Linked DNA regions of Mus musculus: region 2 is linked to region 1. A link is a contact called in public ChIA-PET data. All regions are on one chromosome and are shown on one strand. Each heading gives the region's core, a stretch centred on a gene start, on an enhancer-like site or on the middle of the called end of the contact. The rest is flanking DNA. Distances are from core to core; before and after follow the strand shown. Region 1 holds the start of Rtl5 (retrotransposon Gag like 5). Region 2 overlaps Nhsl2 (NHS-like 2).

Region 1 (4,490 bases), core at 1,222-3,721:
TTGAGTCCTGACCTCTCCTTTCCTGGATGGCCCTGGTTGGGCACTTTTCACTCTTCTGGTTGTGGTTGCGAAACAATCTGGAATTCTGCAGGTCTTCTTTGGGGTCTTCCTCCAGTCTGGGGCTTTCGTACGGACTGGTCAGTAGATGGGGCACGTACAGCAGCAATAGCAGAGGCAAGGGAAGCAGGGGAAGGGTGTGTTCCCCGTGGCCAACTCACCCCCAGTGTTCACACTCGAATTCGACCTTGAGTAGCTCGGTGGCCCCCCTGCCTAGGAGTGAGGCAGAAGAGCACTGAGGGACATCTTCGCATTTGGCGTTGCCCCAAGCGACCTGCATGGCGCATCAGTGGTGGCGGGCTGTAGAAGGATGAATTGGTCCCGGGAAGGCCCTCCAGAAGTGGGACTCGATTCTGGCTCCTCTGTCTGCTAGAATGCATTACAGAAGGGGATACCCCCAGGTAATTTTCAGCATGGTAGCCTATGGCGGAGCTAATGGTCTGGGTTGACGTGTCAACAAGGACAGGTTCGTCCATCACCATGAGCTCTCCATGTAGGCCGTGGTGGTGGGCAGCAAGTGTGTGCACATGGGCGTGTATGTGCTCGTGCACATACACATGCTCGTGCTCTATCTCCTCCCTCTCTTGCTCCTGCTCTGGCTCCAGGACCCTAACGATAACTTCATCTTCTTCTTCATACTTATTCTCATCGCTATCCTCATTCTTCATCTCCTCCTCCTTGTCTTCCTCCTCCTCTTCCTCCTCCTCTTCCTCCTCGTCGTCGTCGTCTTCATCCTCCTCCTCAAATTCATAATCCTCATCCTCGTCCTCATCCTCCTCATCCTCCATCTCGTCTTCCTCTTTCCTCATCTCCTCCTCTTCCTCCCTCATCTCTTGTGGGAAAGCTGTCATGTGCTGCCTCTGATCCTTCAGATAAAGCCTGTACCCGCCTGCCTCTTCACCCTCACCCTCATTTTCACTGTAGAACTCCACACCTTCATTTTCATCCTCATTAGGAATTAGTGCAAAGGGGCAGCAGCTATTTTGAACTCCAGTGAGCGAGGCTGTCTTGGGGACACGCACTTTCCTTTCTATCTTGACACACTCAAGAATCAGCTCATCCAGGTCGGCCACTTCAGTTGACCATAAGAGTTCCTTTCGAAAAATTTCTGACAAGCCTTTGAGAAATTGGTTTTGGAGGCGACAGTCATCCCAAGACAAGAACTGGGCCAAGAACTGAAAAGCATCTGCATAGCTGCCCAGGGTACAGTTTCCCTGCTTGAGCTTGCGTATGGCCTTTTTAGCCACGCGTGAGGGGATGGGGCCACAGAATTCCTTACGGATTTCATCCAGGAAGCGCGGGAAGTTGGCATGCAAGGAGCTTCCTTCCTGAGTGACTGAGATAGCCCAGTCTCTCGCTTCCCCTGTGAAAAAGGAGATGAGAAATGCCACCCGTTCCGCGCCCCCAGGGAAGTGATCCTCGTGATCTGCTATGAAAGTCTCTAGCTGCATCAGAAATTCAGCCAGGTACACTGGGTCGCCTGAAAAGGGTTCTATGTCTGGCCGCTCCAGCGGTGGCAAAAGGAACTCAAAGGTTGGCTCCTTTAACATGGGGGAGTGCAGTTCCGGCTGGGACGGGCTGGGTGACAGAGGAGGGTCACTGGACCCGTCGGGGTTGGTATAGTCCTGGACCACATTAATCAAAAGATCATCTGAGACGTACTCGGGATCTGTGCGTGGAGGAGGCCAGCACAGGAAAGGCACCTCCTCCTCCTCCTCTTCCTCCTCCTCAGGAGTGGGATCAGTCTCATTGAGCAGGAACTCAAAGTTCTCCTCGGCAAGGACCGGTACTATGGGCATGGGCCAGCGGATGTAGCTCGAGACATTGCCCCGCAAGGAATTAACCTCGGCCAAGGCTCTTCCGAGCTGCAGGCCCAGCTGGACATTCTCTCCTCGAAGGGCATTTAACTCCTCTCGCAGGGCCACATTCGCCAAGCGGAGGCTATTGAGATTTCCCGCCGCTTCAGACATTGTGACAAGTTCCTGGGGCTTTGAGTGCTGGGCACTTGGGGGTAGGGAGTTATGGGGAGTGCAGGAGGAGGCAGAAATGAGGAGGTGGGCGTGGGAGGAGACCAACGTGCGGCGACAGGGCGACCCGGCGCAAGCGAGCCCGGGCCACACCCACAGGGGCTCGGTCCGGGACGCGTTACCTCGTGGCAGGGGTCGGAGAGAGAGCAGGCAGCAGCTCGGGACCTGGAGGCGGCAGGCGCAGGAGACAGACGAGACGCTGGCAGAGGTGACGCCAACAGAGGCAGGCAGAGTAGGAGGGAAGGGACTGCGGCAGGATCTGTCGAGGAAAAATCTTGCAGACAGCGATCCCTCTCGCCTTTTAAGCTCAGCTACGCGCGCCCCCCGCAGGGGCGGGCCTTCGGGAACCGAGGGAGCCCACTGGCTCCCGCGGCTGCGCTCTCACTCACTCTCTCCTTCCCTAGCTGCAGCTAACTCGGGTCGGGAAAATGCGACAGCGACTGCCCACTCGAGGTCGTCATGGCGACAGCCAGTGAACGTGTTCCTCTCCTCGGGCAGGCCCCCGAGTGTAGAGGAACTGCTTCGCGAGGCGCAGCTCAATCTCCAGAGCCTGTTGCAAGGTACTGCGAGGGTGGGGGGCTGCCTTAGAGGCAGCTGCGCAGCAGGAGGGAGGCAAAGAAGAAATGGGGAGCAGCAAAAGAAAAGAAAACAGTTCCAAACCATCTCTCTTTTCACCTTCCAGACTGATGATGCTAACATTCTGTTTCCAGTGCTGTTGCTCCCTTCCTCCCTCCCTTTTTGGTTCAGTAGTCCATAAAGGGAGAAAGGATACAGGCTGAGACAGGGTAGTGGTCAAGCAATTCACGGAGAAGGAAATGGGAGACTCCCTCAATGGGGACCCACATTCCTTCCAGCCCTCCTGTTATATAGCCCATGCCTTGGGATGCTGGCACCAGAAAACAAAGGGGTTTCTCCTTACCTGGACTTCACACACTCTGCTCTTGTAATAACCTCCCAACCACAATGAGCTCCTCCATATATCTCTCCAAGCTGAGGATGTAGCTTAGTGGTAGCATGTGCAAGGCCCAAGCTTCTATGTCCAGCACCACAAAAAAAAAAAAAAAGCCATCTCTTGTACCTTTGAGTTTCTCTTACTACTTGAGTTTTTCAGAGACACTGGACACAGGGCTGAATTCCCCCAGGAGGTGCCCAATGGATACGAAATGTACAAAATATCTTGTCAGTTCTTATATCTCCGTGCCAGCATATATTAATCCCAGTGCAGAACAGAAAACATCTGATGGGCCTCCCAAGGGGGATACAGTGGAAACCCCCAGCTCCCCGAAAAGGGCAGTAGTGACCTTAGAGAAGCAAGATGCTAAGAGATAATCATGAGCCCTGTGTCCAACAAGGAAGAGCTACCATGCAAGAGGGGGAGGGGAGTGAATGTGCTAGTTTAGCAAAGGTAGAATTAGGACCAGGAAGCAGAAACTCAGAGAGAGGCAGACCTCCACCTCCAGACAAAGAAAAACTTTTCCAACATGCCCAGGGGCCACAGTTCAAAGGGAAGAGTGCTCTTTGGGTATCTGCCCTGAGACTTAAGAGCACCTGGAAGGGCTTCTGAAGAGGGAATCGGAGCAGAGAGCGCAGACATTGCTGCAGAGAATCAGCCCTGAGAGCAGCCTCAGCACCAGATTCAGAGCACACAGAGCCTGGAATGTCCATTCTGACCTCTCACTTTCTGCATGTCATCTAAGCCATGGCTTTGGTCAGGCCCGTTCACATCTTACACATACTTCCGTCATCATGTGTCCATGAACTTGGCTGTCTTCTATGCCACCACCTTCGGTTTCCTGACTTTTAGCCTCCCTAGACCTGACCCCACCCACAGTGGAACCAGACCTAGAAAACATCAATCGTGAGTTCTTGCGGCCAGGTATGGCGGCACAAGCCTGTATGTAACTCCAGCACTCAAGAGACTGAGGCAGGAGGATCTTGAGTTCTGAAGCCAGCCTGGGCTACATGTAAAACTTTGTCTCAAAGAAAAACAAAGCAAACATAAGTTCTTGCAATCCAAGGCAGGGTTCCAGACTGGACTTCTCAGTGTGGTTCTCTTCCGGCTTCATGCACATTGCTCCTGAGCAGTGCTGGAGAACAGCTGAAGAGCTGCAGAGCCTCAGAGAATGGAACTTTAGCAAAGGATGTCCTAGGTGTGGGCTTCCAGTTGAGCACTTAAGGTGGGGACCACTAAGAGAAAGCTTGGTCCCCAAAGCAGCACAGCTTGGATTTACTGACTTTCTTTCTTCCTCTACTCTCATGGTCCTGGAAACCAAGCCCTTTTCCATTTCTGAATCCAATGGCCAGGAAATAGCTCAAAGAAGCCATCGAGTCAGCCTGGGCAGCTTGGTGTGGGAGACTGGCTCATGGTCCTTCCCTAGCCTGGCACCTGGCTGAGGCCCCCTAGAG
Region 2 (4,490 bases), core at 1,112-3,611, 39 kb before region 1:
CTATTTAGTGATGTTTCAAAAGTAAAAGGAAAGCCTTTGTTTCTGCTAGTTGTTTAGCATGGAGACAAGGCAAGGCATCTCCTCTGTTTGCCAGTGTTCTTGAGTTTTGCGAGTGTCACCCTCATACTGGAGCCTGCCTGCCCATTGCGGGAGCTTTAAGTATGTTAAGGCAAATATGAAAGGTGTGTGGGGCAAATATTCGCTCTAACCTTAGATGTGGTCATACCTTTTTCTGTGAGTTTACCACTGTGGTATGGCATAGCGAAGCTCTCCCTCTAAGCTTTCGACACCTCGCAGATGTAGAGCTCTTGGCCTGGTACCTATCTGTCATTAGCGAGATTTTCTCCAACTAAGGCAAAGACGTGTACAACTTACCTCCATGCTATCTGGCTCTGTAGTAGAAGTAGAATTATTTCTTCTGCCCAGGAGAATAGGATGGGTAGATGAGAAAGCCTTCTTAGTCCTCCTTCTTCTAAAGCCTGTGACATTCTACGAGGTAGGTCATTCACTGATTGTTTCTTTGCCCCAACACTGTTTGATGGATACAGGGTAACAACAAAGTCACCCTATTCCTAGTAGTGAGCAGTGAGCATCCTTGTGCATTTATCTGTGCAACATGCAAGTATTCTCTTAGTATAACTTTATGCAGGTGTAGCTAGTAGGTCATGGACAATTAACATTGGCTAAGCACCAAAATATTGCCCTCAAAAAGGGCCTGGGGGGTATAGCTTGGTGATAGATACTTGCCTACCATGCACAGGCCCTGAGTTCCATCATCAGAGTGATAAAATAAAAGCTACACTCTCACACTTTCCCTCAGCTATTGTGTTCCCACTTATTCATGCTACAACTTTCACATGAATGAACCATGTCAAATACATTATGAATATTCATAATGGCATGGTATGGTTTCTTGCTTGTTTTGTTTTGAGACAGGGTTTCCTTATATATCCCAGACTGCTCATGAATTCAAAGCAATCCGTCTGCTTTAGCTTCTTAAGTGCTGAGGTTACAAGTGTGCACCACCACGCCCAGCTATGACAACATGGTTATTTTTGTATGTGTGAAATGTAGGTATATATCTGTGCGTGTGTAGGTATGTGTGCATATTGCACACATGCATATGGAGGCTAGAGGTTGATGGTCGGTGTCCTCCCCTATTGCTCTCTATTTTGTCTTTTGAGACATGATCTTTCACTGAGCCTACAGTTCACCACTTGTCTAGTCCTTCCCATCTCCACACCACCTCCCTTCAGCACTGGAAATGCCGACATGCTACCATGCCTGGCTTTTTACAACAGTCCTTTGAAACCAAACGCAGGTCCCTTTGCTTGTATAGCAGGCACATTACTCACTAAGTCATCTTCCCCAGTTGCCAGTATTATTTTCTGGAGAGAGGGGCAGCTGGGGAGAGAGAGAAAGTAAGTGAAGAATAATAAATAAAATTGTATGCTCCAACAGTAGAATACTACATAGCACCAGTTTGCCTGGAAAATACTACCTATATCAGCATGGATGTCTCTCACAAACATACCATGAAGCAAAGAGAGCAAATTGCAAAAAGGTTATGTACAATTCGATGTGGATCAGAATGTACAAAGCAATATGAAATAGCTTATGATTTGTGAGCGCATACACAGCACCTTTTTAAGTATGCATGTATACTTAAGACACAGACATCCAGTTCGGGACAGCACTTCCTCTGCAGTTGCGGAGGTACTGAAGCTTCAGCTGGGGCAAATATGGGAAAATGAATTTGTTTCTAATGGTACTTTGGCATAGCTTGAAATAGCTCAGCATCTAAAATGAGAGGAAAAGAAAAGCAAGGCAGAAGTTGTTTCTTTTTTTTTTTCCTTGAATAGGAAATTGAGGTGCAAGTTCTTGGATATCTGGTACCTTGGAGAGGTAGATAATCTTCACAGGAGGAGGCTCACTCTGACTCACTGGAAGTCTGCTTTCCCCAGACACTGGACTAAACCCTTGGGATGGATCATTTGAATGATATAATTGTTGCCTTCCAAGCCCACAAGGATGGTGACTCCTGAGTTTTGTGACTGTCACCCTGTGTGCCCATTGGGGGAACTCTGAGTAGTACATTGAGCCAAATAAGAAGGGCGCTTGAGGCAAGTGTTTGATCCAGCCTTAGATGTGGCCACACCTTTTTCTGTGAGTTTACCACTGCTTCAGGACCCAGTGAAACAGGAGCAGTGCAACACTTACTAGGACTAGAATTTTGCCATGGTGCCTGCCTCTTGAAAGCAGTGTTGCCTCATTAAATGACACAACTGACACAGTGGAGTCATCCGGCCTTATCAGTACCACTCGATCTAAAACAGAAACCAGGATGGGTGGGGAAGGCTGTCTCTCAGTGCTTGGCCCCCGTTGCCATGGGCCCTGTTGCCATGGTTCCCAAGCAGTTTCACTTATGATTTCCCTCAACCGCTTGCTTATGGCAGCCATCAGCAAGCAGGACCTAGAAAGTCGCTCATGCAGACCAGGAAGAAAGCTGATAACAGAAAAGACAAGTGAGGAAGGGAAGTAATTAAGCAAACACAAACACATGGGAAGAGGAGGCGGAAGGAATTTGGTGTGAGGCCCAGAAACAGTTTGGTTTTTATGATATTTTTTTTCTTTGAGATGTAATGAACTGGAGAGGCTGGGTCAGAATTTGCTGAGAAGTCCCCATTATGTAGCTACCATGTGACACAGGTACAGCAACTCCATGACCTGGATTTCCAAAAAAAAAAAAAAAAAAAAAAAAAAAAGTCCTAGTTTTAAGAATTCTATTCTTTGTCAGACTAAGGATCCTGATTTTTTGATTCAAGAAATAAGGTCACTGTAGTTACAGTGGCTCTCTAAGTCATCCAGGAAAGCCTGATTTAGAATCCCTCCCCTGGCTGGTTGGCAGGGAGTCCCCACAGGACCTGCCTCTGGGCCCTAAAGGCCTGAGTGAAGTGGCCTCTTATTCAGCCAAGAAATATCAAAGTGCTTCGACTCCACGCCGCTTTCTTCAGCTCTGTAGTTCTCCAAGGAGACAGAGCCAGAATGGCAGTGTTGTGACCCTGTCAGAGCTGCATTTCAATGCGAGCTGCATTAACTCAATGAACGCAGTGCTGGGCGCCTTGCTTTCCTCGCCTGGAAGATGAGGACAAATAAGGGCCGTGGCAGGGTTATTCTGAGAATCAGCTAGGTGTTTGCTACCTTTAGAGTGCAGTGAGAACGTTAGCTGCTACCATTCACTCTGTGGAACTGGGCTTGTGTGGCTCACAGCTGTAATCCCTGTACCCAGGTGGCTGAGGCAGGAGGATTGCCAAGAGTTCAAGTCTAGGCTAGGCTCCATAGTGAGTTCCAGGTCAGTATGAGCTGCAGAGTGAGACCTTGCCTCAGAAAGAAAAGAAAAGGAAAGGAAAGGAAAGGAAAGGAAAGGAAAGGAAAGGAAAGGAAAGGAAAGGAAAGGAAAGGAAAGGAAAGGAAAGGAAATCCACTCCTTCATTCAACAGATAAATGTGTCCTCTATACCAGCCATGAAGCCGAACCTAGGGACATGAGGGTGAGCAAAAATCAGACATGATCCTTGCTAGCATGACGGTTTCAAATCAGAGGGGTAGGCAGACTTTGGTCAAAGATTACCTCATGCAAAGTCCAAGCAGAAGATAAATATGGCAGACAAATTCTTTTTCTTTACTTTTGGAGACAGTGTCTCACCATGTATAGCCATGGCTGGCCTGAAACTCTATATGGACCAGGCTGGACTTGAATTCATTAGAGATCCTCTTGCCTCTGCCTATAGAGTTGCTAGGATTAAAGATGTGCACTACCATGGTCAGCCTGGATTCTTTTATTTGTGTTGATTTTATTATTGATGTTTAGGTTAGCATACAAAGAAACTGGTTCATTGTGACATCCTCATATATGTGTCATTGTGCTTTTTTTTCTCAGTCATTCCCTTCCCCAGCCCCCCTCCCCAGCCCCTCTCCCCACCCCCACCCCCGCCATGTCTCCTGCCTATCTCTGCCTGGTTCCCTAAACTGACTGCTTGTTCTGGGGGCGTGGCTCAGTGGAAGAATATTTGTCTAGTATGAAAATTGTGTTCAGTTCCTCTAAACAAACAGATGATTGTGGCTGCTGGGTGGAATCCAGAAGAACAGAGTGTTTGGGGGACTTCTGCCCAGTGTGGCAATTTACACTAAGTGTGTGAAATGATCAGCTATGTGTAGATTTTAGAAATGGAATCAATGGAACTGACTGAGGGGATTGATTGTGGGGTGAGGAACACACAGTAGGTATTTTGACTGACTGTATATGCATGACTTAGATCACTTCGAGTAGCAGCCAGTCCCAAAGCTGCTGAGGGGACACTGGTTAAGATCCCATGTCCCTCATATAGAGTAGCATGATGCTAGTCCTTCAGTCCAGAAATCAGTTGCTAGACTTCATCGTCAATGACCATTTAGCATTTTTAAAATATGCCTTTGTGAAGAATAATAAAG

Evidence for each region. ChIA-PET counts read pairs in DNA pulled down with a chosen protein or histone mark.
Region 2: an RNA polymerase II ChIA-PET map of memory CD8 T cells shows a contact between it and region 1, with 23 read pairs. The contact joins the enhancer-like site here to the promoter of Rtl5 in region 1. A contact is called at or near these places in 3 of 39 promoter capture datasets (the 3T3-L1 cell line, hippocampal neurons and stem cell-derived epiblast-like cells), 1 of 15 datasets of contacts at CTCF or cohesin (CD8 T cells), 15 of 484 Hi-C or Micro-C datasets (CD4 T cells, CD8 T cells, CD8 central memory T cells and 12 more), 7 of 115 datasets of contacts at active chromatin or transcription factors (CD8 T cells, the HPC-7 cell line, embryonic stem cells and 3 more) and 3 of 9 other capture datasets (adipose tissue, liver and pancreatic islet).

What each region holds. Positions count from the first base shown.
Region 1 is chrX:102,068,836-102,073,325 of GRCm38.p6, forward strand. Rtl5 (retrotransposon Gag like 5) reads right to left here and starts at 2,472. Exons shown (of 2, transcript NM_001278534.1): 1 at 1-2,472. The coding sequence starts at 2,027. The coding sequence ends at 228. It overlaps Nhsl2 (NHS-like 2), which reads left to right. Exons shown (of 8, transcript NM_001163610.1): 2 at 2,489-2,644.
Region 2 is chrX:102,029,655-102,034,144 of GRCm38.p6, forward strand. The region is part of intron 1 of Nhsl2 (NHS-like 2); the gene reads left to right. Among named protein-coding and RNA genes, the nearest start is that of Rtl5, 39 kb to the right of the region's middle. Within about 2 kb of position 2,362, at least 50 of the 459 cell types and tissues checked have an H3K27ac peak or open chromatin away from gene starts, as enhancers often do. A contact at or near this core is called in CD8 T cells, CD8 central memory T cells, bone marrow-derived macrophages and 3 more, where this site is marked.